2 separate regions of the Mus musculus genome follow, and region 2 is linked to region 1. The links are chromatin contacts, called in public HiCAR-type maps. All regions are on one chromosome and are shown on one strand. Each heading gives the region's core, a stretch centred on a gene start, on an enhancer-like site or on the middle of the called end of the contact. The rest is flanking DNA. Distances are from core to core; before and after follow the strand shown.

Region 1 (3,222 bases), core at 196-2,695:
CAAGCACTGGCTGCTGGAAGAGGACCTAAGTTTGATTCCCACCACCCAGACAGCAGTTTACCACTGTCTATAATTCCAAGCTTGAGGGATCTTTTCTCTTAATAAGCGTTACACACAAATGATACACAGACATCTGTTCAGGCAAAATACTATACACATAAAATAAATTTAAAATAAAGTATAAATGAAAGACTATGTATAAATTAGCCACTAAAACATTAAAGTGGCAATTTAACTTCTATTATAAGCAAACTGTGAGCCAGACTGATGTCATAATGATAGTTTTAATAATTTATAATTCATAGCCTGATTCCCTTTATGGTTTCTCCCATGCTTTCTCTCCCCAATTTCTTCATTTTCTTTACCAAACCACTACAAAAAAACAAAACAAAACAAAAAACCAAAAAACAACAACAACAAAAAACATGCAGCCAAAGAAATGACTCAGTGGCTAAGAGTACTGGTTTTTCTTTCTGAGAACCAGGTTCTATTCACAGCATCTGCATGGTGCTCACAACTGTCTGTATCTCCAATTCCAGGAGATCCAACATCCACTTCTGGTCTCTGTAGACACCTGGTAAGCACGTGGTGTATAGACATCCATATAAAAGAACATATATACACATATTTTAATGTTTTAAATGAGTAAATAAAACCAAAAAACAAGCAAAATCAAAAAGTAAAAAGTACCAGCACTTGGGAGGCAGAGGCAGGCCTGGTTTACAAAGTGAGTTCCAGGACAGCCAGGGCTATACAGAGAAACCCGGTCTCAAAAAACCAAAAAAAAAAAAAAAAAAAAAAAAAAAAACAACCAAACAAAAACAAAAAACAACTCTCAGCAAAGTTCTAGTAACCAATTTCAACCACTGGGTTAATATTAATTTTTGATAAGCCCAATGATACATAATGAAACTGAAAAGGTCAGTTTAGGAAGTTTGGAAGGACACGAAAACACTTGCCTCTCTAGAAGGGAGAGGGTAATTAACATTCCTCAGACCACAGGGAAGAAAGCGACCTGCGGGTGGGGACATATCCCGCAGGACTGATTGTTGCCTACTGTCAGACAAGGGAAATGCTTGTCACCTCATTCCCTAAAGACCAATCAGTTTAAAGGGGGCAGTGTTCCACCAATCAAGTTGTGCCCAGTTGCCGATGCTCTATCCTGCTCCTGGAAACCATATAAAAACTAACTGAAAGGATGGTGGTGGTGGCTACCTTTCCTTCAGATCTGAGATGACCCCAGTGCACTGGAACAATAAATTTCTCTTGCATTTTGCATCGATACCGATTCCGGCTCCAAGTGGTTACTCAGGTGGTCCTGGGTAAGCTAAGGCTCCCCGGAGTCTTACAAAACTGAGTGATTTGCATCATGAAAGACTACCAGAGTCTGCGGCAAGAGAGACTATGCTGCTTTCAGCTCTGACTCACTTCCTCTTGCAGCAGATTCATCACAGCTCACAAAGCCCTTGCTTGCAACCCACTACAGCCATCACAGACTCCAGCTAACAGCTGCTTCCTTAGGTCGCTGAGCACTGGGGTGGGCACCAAGCTCTCTGAGAGCATGGCAAATATAACCTCACATCTACTCTAAAGCACTGGCGATTGCCTTGATTCCTGGGATTTGGGAGATAAACATATAAATTATCATTTATATGATATATAAATTATGTGATGCTTTACAGAATATATATATATATATATATATATATATATATATATATATATATATACCATATTATATATTATATGCATATGCATGTGTGTGACATATGCTTGTGTTTGACATATGTTCATGGGACATGAAAGCATACATAAGAGGCTGGACAAAAGAAGTAGACTAGAAGGAGAAAGAGGAAGAAATGAGGAAAGCAGAGGAAGAGGAGACATGAGCAGGTGAATATAAAAAATATCTTATACTTTAAGGAAACTATATTAATAAAGTTGATCACTATTATGAATGAAAGATTTCTCCTTTATACATTTTTATTCTTTGTAGATAATATCACAAGACTCTGGTGAGGTATTTTGAACTCATCCATGTACACAAAAACGCTATCTGCTGGTTTACCTTGCTTTGTGAAGGCAGAACATCTTCTCTTGTAGGTCTTTGAGCTGTAGTGTGCCCTCTCAGACAGTGTCCACTCATAGGGGATATAGACGTCATTTGGGGTGGAACTCTTGAGGTCTTTTCAAGCTCAGTCTGTTGTGTAAGATTACTAAATACTTCAGAGGGTCTTTGATAGAAGCTGTAATGGAAAGTGTGTGTGTGTGTGTGTGTGTGTGTGTGAAGGCAAAATGTTTTTGTTTGTTGTTTTTTTGTTTTGTTTTGTTTTAGCATAATTGTTCTTAAGATGTTTTACAAAGTGCCTGGCATAGAATAGGACTCAATAAGATATTTTATTTATATGTGCCATTTTAGAAGACCACAATGTACAGCTGATTTACAATCAGAAATGTGTCTGAGTTAGGCAGATTTGAGCTGAGCATCCACTCAGCAAATGCTGTAGCCAACCCACTACTTTTCAGTACTGATATCAACTGAGAGTTTAACAGTGACCCAAACTGAACACAAGCATTTATAATTTAGACAGGCAAGTGAAATTCACTAAGCAATTATGTAAATATAAATTTACATAAATGCAATCCAAATATCCAAATAGAAAATGGCAAAATACATTATTCCATTTGATTTAAAATTCAGTAACTATTAAAATTATTACAAAGAACTGCTTTATGAGTGTTATAACATTGCATGTTCAAAAATGTGAGATACAAAAGCACAGAGTGTAACTCTAATTATATAGGAACAAATACATGTTTATGGATAGGAAAGTTGATTACATACCACATCAAGTAGAGTTTATTGCTGGTGATTGTATTATGAAGCATAAAGACAAGTGATTTGTAGGAGAGCCAGGAGGCAAGTAGATTTGTTTTTCTAATGTTTGCATTTATAATTGGGCAATTTCCATGCTTAAGATGAGAAAGTAACATTTTAATCTCTATTCTTTCCTTTCCCTAGTCATTTCCTTTGGAAGATGGAGTGAGGAATAAGATTAAGGTGCCCAAGGACTCTTCTGATTAAATGGGACAAGAAGTGTCCTGATGAAGGTCTTCATAATGGGACTGGAAGAGAATTTAATTGTCTGAAAAGATTATTCGTTTTCTGCTGTTAGTTTTGTTTTTGTTCATCAATTTTTTTTCTTTTTTTTTCCATTTTTT
Region 2 (3,475 bases), core at 111-2,610, 620 kb after region 1:
AGGAGAGTGAAATATACAAAATTGTTACAACACTTCCCAAGATAACTTACTCAATAGAACAAAAGAAGCTCTTGCCTTCTTTAAGAATAAAGAAATGACAAGAATTGTATCTTGTTTCCAGTCATGGGGAACAAAAACCACATGACTTTCTGTGTCACTGCACCCCACATACTGTCATCTATTGTGGCCATCACATAGGCATTTATAGACATATATTTTGTTTATGACTTTCCTCTATTTTTAGTTTACCTTCATTATAAGAAGGAATAACAGTATTCATTTTCATTGCTGTCTAATTTGTCAGTGGGTAAATATAAAACATTTATGTATTTACTTATGTATGTATTTTTTTTTATCAAAGGCATTTTAGTATCTGCATGTGCCCTTTATGTATAACCAATCAGAAACACAAGTGACTTGGGACTTATTATTTCCATCATAAATGAGGACAGGATTGTGGGACTGAGACTTTTAATCTTTTGGTTCTTATAGTACAGTTGTTGGACATAAAATGTTTTTGTTTTGGTGTTGGGAAACACTTTAGAAAGTTTTCTGATTGGGTGTTAAGTGCATAATTAAAAATACTAAGTGCCTGTCCTGAAGATTTGGTAATAGTTTGTGTTAGAATCTAGTGAAAGGGACAGGTGTCAGTGTGCTGTCTCCAAGTGAGCAGCTCCAAAGGTTGCCTGCAACTCAGTCCTCTGAGAAATGACTGATAAATAACGCTGAAAAACTGTTCACTTATCTTGTGGAAAAACATTTACAGAGATCAAACTGGCAAGCCCTCTGTATTATGTATCCTTTACCTTGTTGTAAATTAAAGGGGATACCAAGTCCAGTTTGGCTATGGCAGAGATGGTGTGATATGGTTCCCATCTATGGAATAGAACCAGCAGGACATGGGCCCTCATGACTGCTGATGGTTACTGTGGGCATAAAGCTTATTTGTGTGTATGTGTGTGCGTGTGTGTGTGTGTGTAATTTTTTTCAACTTCAAATTTTGTGTCTATGTTTCAGCAAAATGGTAAATGCTGAGACTGTCAACACAGCCCTTAAGTCTGTGGGAAAAACTTCTGAAAACCTGAGTTCAAAAATACATATTTTCTCAATTATGCAAAATATAAAGATGAAATTTGCAATATGAATAGCATAAAGAGCTTCATGGATCTATAAGAAACAGAGGCAGCTGCACTATGAACCAGTTTGTCAGAAAGATAGTAAGGAAGGAGATAAAGAGATTTAGGGAATGGAGCTCACAGGGCAACATTCCACTCACCTAAATTTCTTGTTTGTGCTTACAGAGGCAAATAGATTCCTGAGTTCAAGGTCAGCTACAGATTGAGGGAGTTTTGGTCCTGGCCCAGGTGTGATAGGAATGGTAATTTAAGGGCTGGGTCCCACCAACTAGCTTATTATCTGTGCTTAACAAAGGCAGACAAATCTCTAAATTCTTTTGTAATGTTAAAAAAATGTGCTTGCTCCTATTCTTTTGAAAGGGTTGGGTTGTGGGAGAAGGGATGCTTATTCATGGAATAATCAAAAGGGAACCTGGGGTAATGACTCTTGACATTCAATGGACGAGGTACATAGTGCCCTACCAACTTTAAGGATGTGAAAACTAAGACAAAAACAAACAACTTTGTGAAATTTATACAGCAGGTATAGAGCATGAATTTAGGTGAGACAGAACCATAGTCCCCCTGTTAATCCACACTATCTTTCCAGGTTCTCATGTAGAGCGTATGCAGTGAAATCCACAAGAGAGTGTGTCTGTTCATCTATATTGGTCTCTTGAAAATATCACTCATTTGAACTGCACTTGCAATAGACATAGGAACATCTACATCTATGCCTTAGATCATCAGTCGTGGAAGGAGGTGCTGTGTGTGCTATAGGACATTTCACTGTTATTATGCTAGGAAGAACACTCTGGTTTTTTTGTTTTTAAAATAAATAATAAAAGCCTAACATAAATTTTATTCACTGGAGAGCTTTTCATTTTATGGGAACATTTACATAAATCTGCTGCTTCCATCATGGACCTGTGTAAGTAGTTTATTAGAGTTCTGGACCAACTAACTATTTCTATGAGGAATGTTTTGTACTTGCAGAGAGTTATTTTCAAGTGACACTGTGGAAAATCATGCATAAAACTAAGTAAGTTGCTTCAACTGATTGCTATGTCAAGTGACATAATTTACTAATGGGAAAATTTTGGATGTGTGAGGTGACAGTTTCATCATTGGAAACTTCAGTGTTTGTCTAGATATTCACTTGAAAGCTTCCAATTCTTATTGAAGGACAATCTCATAGTACATATCAAATCTTCAAAAATTTATATTGAGAGGCTCTTTTAGATTTGTGTTTATTTTATTGCCTGGCCTGTGTGGTTCTGGGGGTGCCAAGGCATGTCTGATTGTTGATCTGAAAATAATAGTACAGACTTAACAAAACTATGGAAATATGTGCAGCTCTTAGCTGATTTGTAAAATTTTTTTGTACAGTTCTTTAATATAAAGTGAGTAAATTAATTTATGAAAAACTCTTGCTACCTGTACTTCTCAGGCTTAATAAGTGATTGACAATTTATTAATTTTTAAATAATTTTGTAATTATATTTAAGTACAGAAAAACCAGCACTGTACATTTAAGTTAATTTAGTGGGAGTTCTTTGACCTTTGTCTTTTCTAGCTTGGCAGTACAACCACAGATTTGCCTCCTGAGTGGCTGTGGATCTCATCATATCTGTCACTATAAAGCCTGGCTGTTTGCTCTTCAGCCTGAAGTAGAGGAACCATTGGGTGAAACTGTGAGATTTTTGGGGGGCTGGATGCCCTGCACAGTGCCTAAGTTTTAAGCCTTTTCTTAAACAAAGGATTCACTACATTTTTGGTCTCCTGTTCCTTCATGGTAGAGGGGACAGGACCACCTTCTTTCCGTTGAGCATCTTACTCTACAGAAAGAGAGCTATTATTATTTATACTACTTTCATTGATCACAGAATTCCAATTCAATCTGTGTCTTTACTGTTAAAGAGAGAGGTGGGATTAGGTTACTTCTGAAATAGAAAACAAAACAAAACAAAACAAACAAACAAACACACAAAAAACCGTGAGTTCTCCAGTGGCCTAGAAGGGTCTCTACATCAGGCTGAAAAAAAAAAAAATTCAAAAATGGCTCTTCTCTCAGCATGCATGGAGACTTGTGTGCTGCATCTGAACCCATTTCTGCTGATCCCAGATATTATAGGTCTGCTTGAATGTACAATCAGACAAGAAAAAGTTGTCCTCACTATGCATCATGTTTTCTAGTTTAAAAAAAAAAGAAAGAGAGAGAGAAAAGAAAGGAACCTTAGATGAAATGCCTGACATTAGGGAGAGGGATCTTATAAAGCCCACTTCTACCAGGTAGACTGGACAGCAAGTGAGAGGTAGGGTTGCCATTCCAAAGTCACAACTTTGACCCAAAATTGTTC

Evidence for each region. HiCAR-type assays count read pairs that join an accessible place to other places.
Region 2: a contact with region 1 is called in a HiCAR-type map of embryonic stem cells, with 5 times the contacts expected there. The contact joins two enhancer-like sites. A contact is called at or near these places in 2 of 115 datasets of contacts at active chromatin or transcription factors (both in embryonic stem cells) and 1 of 9 other capture datasets (embryonic stem cells).

The regions. Positions count from the first base shown.
Region 1 is chr1:10,879,081-10,882,302 of GRCm38.p6, forward strand. No RefSeq gene overlaps it. Among named protein-coding and RNA genes, the nearest start is that of Prex2, 110 kb to the right of the region's middle. Within about 2 kb of position 1,446, at least 75 of the 459 cell types and tissues checked have an H3K27ac peak or open chromatin away from gene starts, as enhancers often do. A contact at or near this core is called in embryonic stem cells, where this site is marked.
Region 2 is chr1:11,500,386-11,503,860 of GRCm38.p6, forward strand. The region is part of intron 1 of A830018L16Rik (RIKEN cDNA A830018L16 gene); the gene reads left to right. Among named protein-coding and RNA genes, the nearest start is that of A830018L16Rik, 88 kb to the left of the region's middle. Within about 2 kb of position 1,361, at least 7 of the 459 cell types and tissues checked have an H3K27ac peak or open chromatin away from gene starts, as enhancers often do. A contact at or near this core is called in embryonic stem cells, where this site is marked.